3 separate regions of the Mus musculus genome follow, and regions 1 and 2 are each linked to region 3. The links are chromatin contacts, called in public Hi-C and promoter capture Hi-C maps. All regions are on one chromosome and are shown on one strand. Each heading gives the region's core, a stretch centred on a gene start, on an enhancer-like site or on the middle of the called end of the contact. The rest is flanking DNA. Distances are from core to core; before and after follow the strand shown.

Region 1 (3,974 bases), core at 750-3,249, 260 kb before region 3:
TTCTAGGTACCATAATCTAAGACCCTTCCATCTCAGGTCTGTCTCCAGGGGAAGAATTTGCTGTAGGGACACCTCACACCTTTTTACCCCTTACACAACACTGGCCTTATACAACACTGGCCATATTTATTAATTAATTAGTTAATTAATTAATTAGGTGATAGCTTTCATTAAAAATATGGTTCTTGGTATCCCTGTTTGAAATGAAGGACAACAATTCCCTATTTTTATTTTTTAAATAGAAAGGCTATTTTCTATAACACACATACATTTGTATTAAGGGCCTTAAGCCACCCCCACACATACACACACACTCATGAACACAGAGACATATGCACATACTCATGCACACACAGAGACATTCGTATAATACACATAACACACACAATGAATTCCCTGTTCCTTTTATTACTTATAAAGGTAAACACGATTGTACCGGAATGTATTAAATTCCCTTCTTACAGAGGATGACCACACATGTCTCCTGAAAGTAGTGGACTCCAGACTGTTGGAGCCCACCCAGAGGAGCTATGATCCTCCAAGTCACCATGGACACAAAATGAAACAGAGGGAACAACAGAGTCACCAAAGGCATACTCGTGATCCAATCGCTATTTTGAAAAAAGGCTATTTTAATATCAGAAAGGACATGTTCTCAGAGTGACTTGAGAAAGACTTGGTCTGCTTTCATAACCTTGTCACAGACTTGCACCGCGGTGCTCAGAAATGGAATCCAGGGAACCCTTAGCCAAGAAATATGGTACTAGCAATGCAGGGAGGAAAGGCAGAGAAAAGCCAGAGGAGGTCGCCCCTAGTCTCTACCCAGAACCAAGTGATTCCAAGTTGTAGACCTTTCAAGAACCGCCTGTAGCACAAACATTACCTCAATATTTTATCAGATAAACTTACTTGATTTTGCCTTATTTAGCCATTCATTTGTTTGTTTTGTAAAGACAGGGTTTCTCTGTCTAGCCCTGGCTGTTCTGGAACTCACTCTGTAGTCCAGGCTGGCCTTGAACACAGGGATTTACCTGCCTCTGTCTCTTGAGCGTTGGGATCAAAGGTGTGCGCCACCAAGCCCAGCTATTTGGGTTTTATTTTAAATTGAAGGCTGGGATCACTTCCCTGAGGGAAAACATCAGTATTTCTTGCCACGAATAAAGGACATGAAACATGAAAATCAAATTACTACATTCTGCCTAGTGTTGCTTGCTGAAGACCAACCAGTGTCTGTCTGTCTGTCTGTCTGTCTGTCTGTCTTTCTCTCTCCCCGTATCTCTGTGTGTGTGTTTCCTTCCTTTCTTCTATTTCTATCTATCCTCTATCTGTATCCATCTATATCATTATCTATCTATCTATCTATCTATCTATCTATCTATCTATCTAACTAACTATCAACCTACCTACCATTCATCTATCTCTCTTTTTAGCCTGGCAGGTGTTATAGCCATTGTCCCAAACAAGTTTTTCTCTTTGACAAAATCAGAAGAATTAAAAGTAAATGGAAAATAAGTTCCTTCCATACAAGTTGGTACAGTTATTATCAAGATCTGAAGGCAGGTCCACCTGCAACCATTTCTGACAGCTCAGTTCGGAGCAACACACTCAGAAACATTGTAGCAGCGGAAGCCATAGGATTCAGCATGCTTATTGGTGCCTACTGTATCTGGTGCCACACAGAAAATAGAATAAAGCAATGGGCTCCATGGTTACTGCTGAGACACAGAGTAAATAAATAGTCACACAAATTTTGATTGTGTTTTGTCTTTGTATGTGCACACACATATGAAGTATATGTATGTGCATAAGTACATGTCTCTATCCACACAGATCCACACATGTATGTACACATTTGGTAAGTGCTATAAAGGAAAGCACAAAATGTTACGGTCACTGGCAAGTAGGAACTTCCTTAGAGAAGGGGTCGGGAAAACACTGTGTGTGGCTATGATAATCTGGCTGGGACCTGAAGGAAGTGTGTGACTCAGCAGGTTCAAAGGTCAAAGGGGAAGTCAGGACTCTGGCAGGGTTACACACAGAGTGTTCCAAGCAGAGCTAGCTACAGGGTGCAGAAGGGGTTGGCCCCTTTAAGATACTGAAGGATGAATATCTGGCAACTGAGTCAGAGGCGGGCAAGAGACACACTGCCTCTCCACACACATAGTCCTTTACATTGGTTCCTAGAAGTGTTTCCTTAAAGAGAAACCCATCTTTTGTTTATCTTCACAAACAGTATCAGTTCAATCCCTTGCTATCATGCAGAGCGAGCGTTCCATCCCTCCAGCATAAGACAGCCCTTAAGCAACTGTGGAGCGATGAAGCAGCTGTCCCGTGCACTGGACCCTGATACACACCCCTCTTTGAAGGACAGGAGACCCTCTGGTGCCGGTTTCTGTTAGGGAGTTAGAATTACTCTCTCCTCATCTAATCTGAACTTTGAGTCTTGGTTGCTTTTTTATTTATTTCTTAGTTTCCTCTTGTTTCTCCACTTCAGCTGTCTCTCTGGACAACGCCCAGGTAACTTATGCTTGTTCAGGCCTGAGTTCTGTGAGAGTTAAGAAACTGCAAATCTATGCCACCAATAATATTTATTTCTTCTTGTGTGTCTGTTTCTTGTACTTGGACAGCAAACTCCCTTGGCAAGGGTCAGCTTGGGACTTTTTGCAAAAAGATTCAGCTTACAAGGAAGGCAACGGACTTCCAGTTCATACAGGTAGGAAAAAAAATACAGTATTTGCTATGGAAACCAATCTTGCATTTGTTTGGAAGAGACATGGGGACATCACCTCTCTGTGAGATGCAAGAAACCTGCTCAGGAGTCCTTCAGCTACAGGCTCAGATTCCCCTGCAGGAGGTGGGCTTGCAGGATGCCCTGTGTGCTGGGAAGGCTCCGTTAGGTGGAACTCAGTCTCTGAAAAGAGAGGTGAGTGGAGAAGGCTTCACAGGATGGGGACTTCTATGAGTAGAGTAAGTGCCCCTCTCTAAATGACGACTGGAAAGGAAGTGGCCTTTGGGGACATGTGTCTCTGCCTCCCCATCTCCTTGGAAGAGAGCAGGGGTTCATCAGGAATATTTCTAGGGTTTCTTACAGCTCTCATTGCAAACGTAACAGGAGAGGGGGTTAGCTTCCCGATCACCCCCCCCCCCCCAATGTTTTCTCCTCCCCGGGTCTTTCTCCTCTGAAGCTGCCATATTGTTTGTTATGCCTCTGGCAGAGGTGACCTGAAGACAGTAGATGAAGAGCAGAGAAGCTGATGTGCCTCAGATAGGCGGTCAGAGAAGCTGAACATGGCTGATAAGTCTGGTCTGACGGCTTGATGTTGCTTTCTTTCTTAGTTCCTGTGGTGGATTGAGAAGTACCTCCCACAGCCTAGGGCATTTGAACGCTTGATCCCTGGTTGGTGGCACTGTTTGGGACAGTTTAGGAGGTGGGGCTTTGTTAGGGGAAGTCTCTCACCGAGGGTATGGCTTTCAGAGTAAACCAAAAACAAAGCTTCCCATACTTGTAGCTCGCTCTGCTTCGTATTTGAGGTTCAAGATGTGACCCCTGTCAGCTGCTGCAGCCATCATGCCTACCGCCACGCTGTCCCCGCCATCACGGGCTTGAACACCCTGGAACTGTAAGCTAAAATAAATGATTTCTCCCGCAAGTTGCCTTTGTCATGCTAATCTGAAATGTGACTAACGTAGCTTCCTAAAGCTTCTTTGCCCTTCGCCATAAGAAATAACATTCAGAAAAGTTCTTCAAATCTAAGCAGGACAGCCCCAAAATGGCAGCAAAACACAGCAGACTTTACTGGTAAACAGAAGGCATCGGCCTCCAGGGGATACACCCTCCATGGAAACCTGTAGGACATCACCTATGCTGTTAGAGGGACAGGTATGGAAGGCAGGGGCCAGGCCTGTTCACCTGCTATATCTTCCCTGGCTGATAAAACAACCTACAAACTCAGTTTTCAACCAATCATGCACGA
Region 2 (4,468 bases), core at 679-3,178, 450 kb before region 3:
CCTGCCAAGGGTTTTAGAGGCCCCAGCGGGATGAGGCAGGTGACCCAACACATCAGCAGTCCAGCATGGCATGCGAGTAACCAAACACTGTGTACTCAAGGCAACAGAGGTGAGCTGTTACTTGTATACAGAGGGTTGGTCAGGTGAGTGAGAGCAGACAATTTGACTTCTGAGGTTCTACTTAAAGTTTGTCAACTCTGAATTGGCATGGAAGCAACATGCCTGCGAACTCCATGTTCTGAGCATGGATCTTTTCCTGGTCTCAGGATATGTTAAGGCTGATGTTTGCTAGGTGAGGGATATTAAATGCATTTCAGCTTAGGATATTTTCTATTCAGCGATGGGTTTAATACAATGGAACTCCTCCCATGGAAGCCAGGAAACATCAAAAGTTATCCTTCACTGAAAGTGGAAGCTGGTGGTTTCCTTGTTGGAGGCAAGAGTTTCAAGTCCAGAAAGGAGGGAAGCTGGGATAAATTTAGCCATGCTGGTTGATGTCAGAGGTGTGCACCCTTGATTGCCGACATATAATCAGATGCAGAAATAAGTGTGGGTTTAAGTGCGCATCTGTGTGAAATTATACACAAACAAGTATAGATATTCTCAGTCATTTCCGGCTGCTATGACAAAAACTGCAGGTTATGTTGCTTGAGGGACAGCCATGTATTTCCTAAGCTCTGGAGGCTATGGGGTTAGACCAGGTTGTTAGCTAAGTTGGTCCATGCTGAGGGCCATTGCCTAGTTTGTGGATGCTTGTCTTCTTGCCGTGTTCTTAAATGGTACATACAAAAAGCAAGTTCTAACAGCTGTTCATATTGTTTTTAAGATTTAAAGGATGTTTAAATGTGTGTGTGTGTTTGTGAGTACGGACGCATATGGATATGGATATATGCATGTGTGCACATGCACACTTATAAGTACAGGTGTTGTGAGATCCAGAAGAGACTGGAAAATCTCCTGGCATTAGAATTACAGGCAGTTGTGAGTCATGCAGTATGGGTGCTAGACATTGACGCTGGTTCCTCCGCAAGAGCAGTCTCTGCCCTTAATCCCCAAATAATTTCTCCACCTTCACTTCTCTTCTTATAAGGCTATTCATGGAGATACCACCCCAATGGCCAAACCAACCATTAGTCACCTCCTCCAAGGCCCGGTCTCCAAGTATTCCATATAGTATATTCATTTTAGGGGGCCATGCAGCCCATTAAACGGATACATTTTTATATGTATCATTATACATTAGCACACATGCACACACCCATACAGACACTCCATGCATTCCCCGCTCTGTCTGCTAGGAGGATCTAGGGGTGTTGAGAATAAAGAGAAGACATAGCACCATATATTGTATTTTAAGTATTTTCTCTTTTTTTCTTTTATTTTATGTACCACCATTCAGACACACCAGAAGAGGGCACCAGACCCTATTACAGATGGTTAGGAGCCACTATGTGGTTGCTGGGATTGAACTCAGGACCTCTGGAAGAGCAGTCAGTGCTCTTAACCGCTGAGTCATCTCTCTAGCCCCCAGATATTGTCTTTTAAATACCGTTTCTCACTAAGGAGAATCTGAGATCCCTGCGAGAACATACAACTTAGGTCTAGGGAAAGGGAAGTGCACAAGCGTGGAGTACCTTGTGTCAAAAGTCAAGGTGATGGCTCAGGTGTAATGGCAACATGCCAGAAGGTCACTAAAGACTGTTGAGATGAGTCTGTGAGTCTGCCTCTATGTTGATCCAAATAAGTACATGAATAAACTTAAAGTATGAGGGGATATGCAGGTCCAGAGTCCCTTTTCTAAGGAACTTAGGGTCATGTAAGGTGGAATGGCTGAAGACTAAGGGTCTTCACTGAATGAGCGATGTAAGACCATCAGCAATGGAATAGACAGAAACCGCCTCATCAGAGAGGAAGCGATGAGAATGAGGAGTCACTTCCGCAATTCTGACCAAAGATAGACAACTTGCAGTGAGTCATGAGGAAATATCAGATCGAAGAACCTGATACAAAGGAAAAACTCTTTGAAAATGGATAGTCACAGCCATCAAGGAAAGAGTGGGGAACTGACCAGAGATAAGCGAGGATAGCTGTAACTCTGAGCAGCTTCCTTTTCCTGCAAAGGGTGTTAGGAAAATTTAAAAGGGATCTGGAGTCAGTTGGACATCTACTGTGTGTGTGTGTGTGTGTGTGTGTGTGTGTGTGTGTGAGAGAGAGAGAGAGAGAGAGAGAGAGAGAGAGAGAGAGAGAGAGAGAGAGAGAGAGAGAGAAAGAGAGAGTACAGAGGTCAGAAGAGGATGTTCAGTACCCTGTTCTATCAAATATCCATTTCATTCCTCTGAGACAGGGTCTCTCATGGACTTTGAGCTAGGCTAGCAGGAAGCAGCCTCAGCAATCATGTCTCCACTCCCATGATCCTGGGGTTACAGGTGCACCAAGCCTGTCCTTTTACACAGGTGCTGGGGATTTGAACTCACAGTCCTCATGCTTGCACGACACACACTCTTAGCCACTGAGCCATATCTCTGGGCCACAGAAGATGGTCTTTAGCTTTAAGAATTACACACAGAAGTAATGACTATACTGAGGTAATGAATTGTGCCAGTGTATAATCGCCTATAAATATCAGGTAGAATAACTGATTGGCAACTTACTCTCAAGCAATTGTTTGCATAAAATGAGCCCCCCCACCCCCAGCAGGATTTTTCTACAGATGGAAGGTTGGTTTACAACTTACTTGTCTTTGTTTCTTGACTACAGAAGTGTGCCCGGTGTTTCACTAAGTGGAAAATAGCAGAGGTGACAATGTTTTAGCCACAATCTATTTCAAAATAGATGAGGGAGCAGAATGTTCAGAGCACAAAGAAATGACAAGTGCTTGAGATATATACCATTCCCAATTGGTCATCACACAATGTGTGTGTGTGTGTGTGTGTGTGTGTGTGTGTGTGTATCATCACATCAAATCCCAGAAATGTGTCAGTCAAAAACAAAGTTTGGCAACCAATAACCAGCCCAACTTGAGACCCATCCCATGGGCAAGCATCAATCCCTGGCACTATTAATGATACTCTATTATGCTTGCAGACAGAAGCATGTTGTCCTCTGAGAGGCTCCACCCAGCAGCTGACTCAGACAGATGCAGGCACCCACAGCAAAACAATGGGGACTCTTATGGAAAAACAGGAGGAAGGATTGTGTGACCAGAAGGAGATAGGAAGACCAACAGAGTCAACTAACCTGGACCCTTGGGGTAGTCGGCCATCACTGGAAAGAGAGGCCCATTGGACACACAAACTTTATATGCCCCAGTACAGGGGAACGCCAGGGCCATAAAAGGGGAGTGGGTGGGTAGGGGAGAGGGGGTGGGTGGCTATGGGGGACTTTTGGTATAGCATTGCAAATGTAAATGAGCGAAATACCTAATAAAAAATGGAAAAAAAAAAAAAGAGTCTGAACCACCAACCAAAGAACAGACAGGAGCTGGACCAAGGCCTCCCCACTCATATGTAGAGGATGTATATAGCTTCTTCATGTGGGTCCTGAACATATCCCAAAGCTGTTGCGTGTACATGGGATATGTTCTTCTAGCTGGGTTCTTTGGCCTCAGTGGAAGAGGAAATAGCTAGCTTGTAGAGATTTGAAATGTCAGGATGTAGGCGGGGATACCCAGGGGGCCCCACCTGCTCAGAAAATAAGGGGAGGGGGAGGGATTGTGGGAGGGGGTGACAGTGATATAAAGTGAATACATTAAATAAATAAGTAAATGAATGAATGAATGAATGAATGAATGAATAAATACAATTAAAAAGAAAAAGAAAAAGAAAAAGGCAGAACCTCTGGGCTAGGTTCTGAGGTGTGTCTATTTTCACTGAGATGAGATTCTGGCTATGTTTTACTAGGCCTACTTTATGGCCCCAAATTTCCTCTAATTTGGGGCTGAGAGGAGGATGAGAAGGACCGGTGAGTGGGAGAGTCTGTGTCAGGGGAGTATAGCTGAGGTGGAGGAGTGCATCCCAGGGGGCTACACTGTAGTCAGGACCTTTCTCCCTCTGCACCAGGAGAGGTTTCTGGTTGGAGGCTGAGAAACACAATTCATCCTGGAGATTCCAAAACACCATCGGGTGTGGCAGGTGAAGGAATAGTTCAGGTTGCTCTGAGTCTGGATTTTAACCTGTGGGTCAAGATCCCTTTGGGAGTCAAACGACTCCTTCACAGCGGTCACATGTCAGATATCATGCATATTAGATATTTACGTTATGATTCATAATGGCAAAAAACTTACAGTTGTGGAGTAGCAAAGAAAATAATTTTATGGTTGGGGGGGAGTCACCACATCTCAAGGAACTATATTAAAGGGTCACAGCCTTAGGAAGGCCGAGAGCCACCGCACCAAGTGCTCACAATCTAGGGGAGAAGGAAGCAAGCATTCATGGGAAATTTACTTACATAGTAAATGGTTCATTACATG
Region 3 (4,460 bases), core at 1,485-3,984:
CGTGGCCAGAAAGTCTCAAGGCAGTTGTGTTTGGCAGGACTGTTCATCAAAAAGCCATTCTCTTCGCTCTGTTTCCCTACCCCGGCAAACAGACTCAGCTTACAGAGCCCCTCAGCATGCAGAGGTGGCTCGCAGGACACTCAAGTTGGAAGGTTGCGAAAGATCTTGGTGGAACAGAAACCCGATTTGGTTAGTTTTGATTTTGGGTTTTTTGTTTTTTTTTTTTAAATAATGATTTATGGCACTCAAAACTGTTACTTGTCAGATAGTTTTTGAAATATTCAATGATGTAAACATGTTGCTTCGAGGAAGTGACTGGAATATATTTATGTTAAAAGATAAAATTGAAAGTCTTATTAAAATAGCTAACATGGAAAAGCAGGGCAAAAACTGGTTCTTTGGAGATGTTTACAGTAGAGATGACTTTATAATTGAAAATGACCTCCTTAGGCAGGAAAGATGGTTCAAGGGTTAAGAACCTAAATTCCATTCCTCCACCCATATGTTGGCTCTCTACCCCCTGTATCTCTAGTTCCAGAGGATCTGAAACCCTCCTCTGGCCCCGGAGAGCACAGTACCCTTGTGGTACACAGATATACACACAGGCAAAACACCCATACCCAGAAATCATTAAACCTGGTGGAGATTACCCTCCCCAGAAAGTCACAAGTTCATATTCTTTTATACCTCAATGCTATATGTTAAATATCAAGGTTTACCAAGCATACAGTCAGTCCAAGGAATTCCCCACTTAGGAATCCCAGGGGTAAACTATTAGCAGTTTATCACACAAAACACAAACGGTGCTTCTGTAGCATATACCATTTCCTACCACACTTGTGCCTGACCTCTGAGACCCAGCTCAAATTCCATTCTACCCACTATTTCTGGATGATCCGCTGTATACAGTGTACAGGAAGAGTTAACTGGGATTTAAGGACAGACGTCTATGGTTTCGATTAACTCTTAAAACTTTCAAACAGAGGTCCATTTTTCTGGAGATGGTTTTGAAAGGGTACGTGTGTGTGTGTGTGTGTGCGCGTGCCTGTGCACAGAGGATCTTATAGTGCTACTTTTTGTATGAGGTTGGTCTTTGCTATCACCGGGATAGGAATTACACACTTCACCACACCCTCAGAAGATATTTAGGCTTTGCTGCCTTGTATGGTCCCCTTGAAAACCTTTCACCTTGAAAGCGTTACACAGAATGATGAAATCATGAAATTGGTTAAATTTATTGTCACCATATGTTTAGTTTGTAATGGATACAAGCATCAAGTATCTTCTTTAATGACAATAGAAGCAACATTAAAACGACCTTTGAAACCAGAGTTAGGAGGCTATAAAGGGTGTCCTACAGGCTAGAACTGTACAGAAGGTCTAACTTGGAAACGGGAATTGTGGTTACTGCCACCCTTAGACTAATAGGTCTTTGGAATGATTGCAATTGGAAAACTTACACTGTATCCAAAGGTTCAAGATGCACACCAAAAGGTTACTGGCCATGTTGATACAAAGGACGTAAGACCTTTCCTTTATCTTCTATACATCTTCTGGGGTTTGGATACATGATTTCCAAGCCAGTCTCCACAAGAACTCCAGGTGACCTTTCCTGCTTTGCTTTAGCCTCCTGAGTACTGGGATTACAGGCATGTGTCACCAGCCTGGCTCCTTCCTGCAGGTCATCCAGGCTTTCTGTTCTTTCTCAATGTTAAATGGTCCACAATAAACTCCCACTTTTTCTTCCCTTCCTGGAATCTTCTCTAATGTACTTGCATTTCTGTCCCACCAAACTACAACTCCCAAGACACCCTCCCCAAACGATTTCCTTTTTCATGTTTGCTGTTTGATTAGAACAGATCAATAATCTCTTTCCAAATTTACCAAAGTAGACACGTAAAGTTTAGAGACAATTACTCAACCCGGTAAACAAGCAGACACTGTTTTAAAAACAAAGAACAACCCCTTCCTTGAAGTCTAAGACACACTAACAACTTCCAAGCGGTGGAAAAAAAAGCCCTAAACGGATTTAACTTCAAGTCTCTTTTGCTTGTCCTTTCCAGCTTTGGCTGACCTGCTTAACTCAGGGGTAGGGGACAGCCTGGCAATATCTGCACATCATGAGATGTTGTCTGCAGAAACTCAGGCAGTGCTCCTAACAAAAGAGCTACTGGAAGCTTTGATGTGCCCAGTGCATGAGATAGCCCTAGGCCACCTTCCCTCAGAGAAACAGCCACAGCGGATGCTGGTCCTCTCATGCAAGCAGAATCCTGAGCCGGAGGAGGTGTCATCCCGTAGCCCCGGGGTACATGGTCCCTCCGGTCCTGCGCCCCGCAGCTCCCTGCCCTGCACCCACCACGCGCGCAGCCCCGGGGCGGGGGAAGCGGCGCCGAGACGGAAGCGTTCCCTTTAGGTGAAAGGTCACCGGCCCGGCCCGGCCTCCCAAGGCTTTGGGCAATCCGCTAATGTCCGGCTCTCCGGTAACCGGGAGCTGGGACACTCAGGGACACGGGCGCTCGGGCCACGACGCTCGGCGGTTGGGCCGCCCCGCACCCGACTTACCCCTCCCGCCGCGGCGGCCGCTGGGCTGGAGAGAGCAGAGGCGAGGGGACCCGAGGCCAAGGGGACAGGGGAGCTTTCTGAGTTTGTGTTTTGGGGGTGGGGGTCAGAGTTCGTGACCCCACCCTCGGCTTGGCGGTGCGTGGTGCTCTTGGCGCCTGCGCATTAGCGCGGTGGAGAAGCGGCCGGCGGTGGTGACGTTCCCTGGGCGAAGCCGAGGGCCCCGGAGTCCAGCGGCGGTTCTGGAAGTCGATTGCCCCCTGTAGGTGTGGAGGGAGAGCGCCGCCGCAGCTGCGTGTCCACCCGATGCCCTGTGAGGATGATAGATAGCATCAAGTTCTTCCAATACCTGCAACTCTGGTGTCTGGCCTCCGCGGGCACGCGCACCCAAGTGCACATACCCAAACACACGTAATTGGAAATCAAGGACGACCGAGGGCTGGAGAGATGGCTCAATGGTTAAGAGGACTTGTGGTTCCTCCAGAGAACTTGGCTTGATTCCTAACACCCACCTGGTCTGTGGTCATCTTCTGTAACTTCAGTTCCATTGGATTTGGTGCCCTCTTCTGTGCACAAACATATGTGCAGGCCGAACACCCTACACACTAAGAGTAAAACTCTTGAAAGGAAGGGAGGAAGGCAGGAAGGAAGAAAGAAAGAAGGAAGGAAAGAAAAAGACAAGTCTTTTGAGACCTGGCCTGTCAGAACCCAGACTAGTCTTTTAACTAGTGATTCTCCTGCCTCCCTCTCCAGTGCTGTAGCGGTTTGTTTTGTTTTTAAATTTCATTAATACGGGCGTTTTACCTGCATCTATGCATCTAGGTGTACCTAGTCTAGGTGGAGGCCATCAGATCCTCTAGATGTGAACTTACAGATCGTTTTGAGTAGCCATGCAGGTACTCGGAATTGAACCTGGGCCCTCTACAAGAGCAGCCAATGCTCTTTAACAGCTGAGCCATCTCTCTTGCCCCTTAAAGGAAGTTTTGGTTTGAGAAATAATAAACAACCGAATGGGTCTGGGTTAGGTGTCTTTAATGTCTGGAAAACTGGACTTTGTTGTGGGCACTCTCTTAGATTAGTTCACCAGTGCTAAGGAGTCTGTGTAGGATAACAGGGCCCAGGAAAGAACACCCTGACCCTGACTTGACCCAAGCCCAAGACCTTGTCCCAGAGTCTGATCACAGAATCCCACCAACCCTCAAAGCTTTGGCCAAGATCAAGCCACATAATCCTCCCATCGCAGGCCACCCTGGAAAACCCCACACTCCAAGAAACCCTATATAAAGTCCATTTTTCTGCCCAGTTCCCTGAAGTTTCTTGAAGAGGCAGCCATTTTCCTGTTTTTTTTTTTTTTCCTTCCAGCAAATCTCGTGGGAGGTTTCTTGTGTGGTGTGGATGTGACTCTGTGGTATTCCTTGGCTCATGGTGGCCAGGCTACCTTTTCCAGAAGAGCTGTAACATCACGATTTGGGGAAACTTCCCCCTGCCTGAGCAGAGTGATAACACTGTCTGCCTAGAGCCCAATCCCATAGAACTTCCCAGCAATATGAGAACAGGCTGAGGCAAAGTCGTGTCAAATTTTACTTGACTGTCTTTATCAAAAGCAAGAACACAATCACTGCTGTGTACCTTATGTTCCTAAGGGCTGGGTTTTTTTTGTCCATTTTGCTAGACGATGTGTCCCCAGATAGTTAACAGTTCCTGCTGGTCAATAAAGATCTGCAAAACGAAAGGTCACCTGTGGCAGGAAACTCTGGTCTGTACATCAGGTACTATGTGGTGATCTAGAAACTTCCTTTGCATCAAGATAAACACTGTAGAAAAGCAGCCAGATTCAGGGCAGAAACCTAAGGTATTTTTTTGGGGGGGGGGATATCAAAACTCTTTTTGTGCTAGGTCGA

The links. Promoter capture Hi-C pulls out the DNA fragments that hold promoters and counts their contacts. A called contact is a pair of places that touch in the nucleus more often than the background predicts.
Region 1: a promoter capture Hi-C map of trophoblast stem cells shows a contact between it and region 3, with 5 times the contacts expected there. The contact joins the enhancer-like site here to the promoter of Nr2c1 in region 3. A contact is called at or near these places in 4 of 39 promoter capture datasets (the 3T3-L1 cell line, the HPC-7 cell line, liver and 1 more), 2 of 484 Hi-C or Micro-C datasets (CD4 T cells and liver) and 1 of 9 other capture datasets (pancreatic islet).
Region 2: a Hi-C map of the HPC-7 cell line shows a contact between it and region 3, with 4 times the contacts expected there. The contact joins the enhancer-like site here to the promoter of Nr2c1 in region 3. A contact is called at or near these places in 14 of 39 promoter capture datasets (the 3T3-L1 cell line, 3T3-L1-derived adipocytes, the HPC-7 cell line and 9 more), 6 of 484 Hi-C or Micro-C datasets (the HPC-7 cell line, the N1E-115 cell line, cerebral cortex and 3 more) and 1 of 115 datasets of contacts at active chromatin or transcription factors (neural tube).

Annotation. Positions count from the first base shown.
Region 1 is chr10:94,403,671-94,407,644 of GRCm38.p6, reverse strand. It overlaps a transcript of Tmcc3 not described here. Among named protein-coding and RNA genes, the nearest start is that of Gm32827, 21 kb to the left of the region's middle. Within about 2 kb of position 1,999, at least 15 of the 459 cell types and tissues checked have an H3K27ac peak or open chromatin away from gene starts, as enhancers often do. A contact at or near this core is called in liver and trophoblast stem cells, where this site is marked.
Region 2 is chr10:94,598,706-94,603,173 of GRCm38.p6, reverse strand. Gm32898 (a long non-coding RNA gene) reads left to right here. Exons shown (of 5, transcript XR_001779842.1): 5 at 3,085-3,124. Among named protein-coding and RNA genes, the nearest start is that of Mir7211, 15 kb to the right of the region's middle. Within about 2 kb of position 1,928, at least 11 of the 459 cell types and tissues checked have an H3K27ac peak or open chromatin away from gene starts, as enhancers often do. A contact at or near this core is called in the HPC-7 cell line and trophoblast stem cells, where this site is marked.
Region 3 is chr10:94,146,205-94,150,664 of GRCm38.p6, reverse strand. It overlaps Nr2c1 (nuclear receptor subfamily 2, group C, member 1), which reads right to left and starts at 2,734. Exons shown (of 14, transcript NM_011629.3): 1 at 2,563-2,734.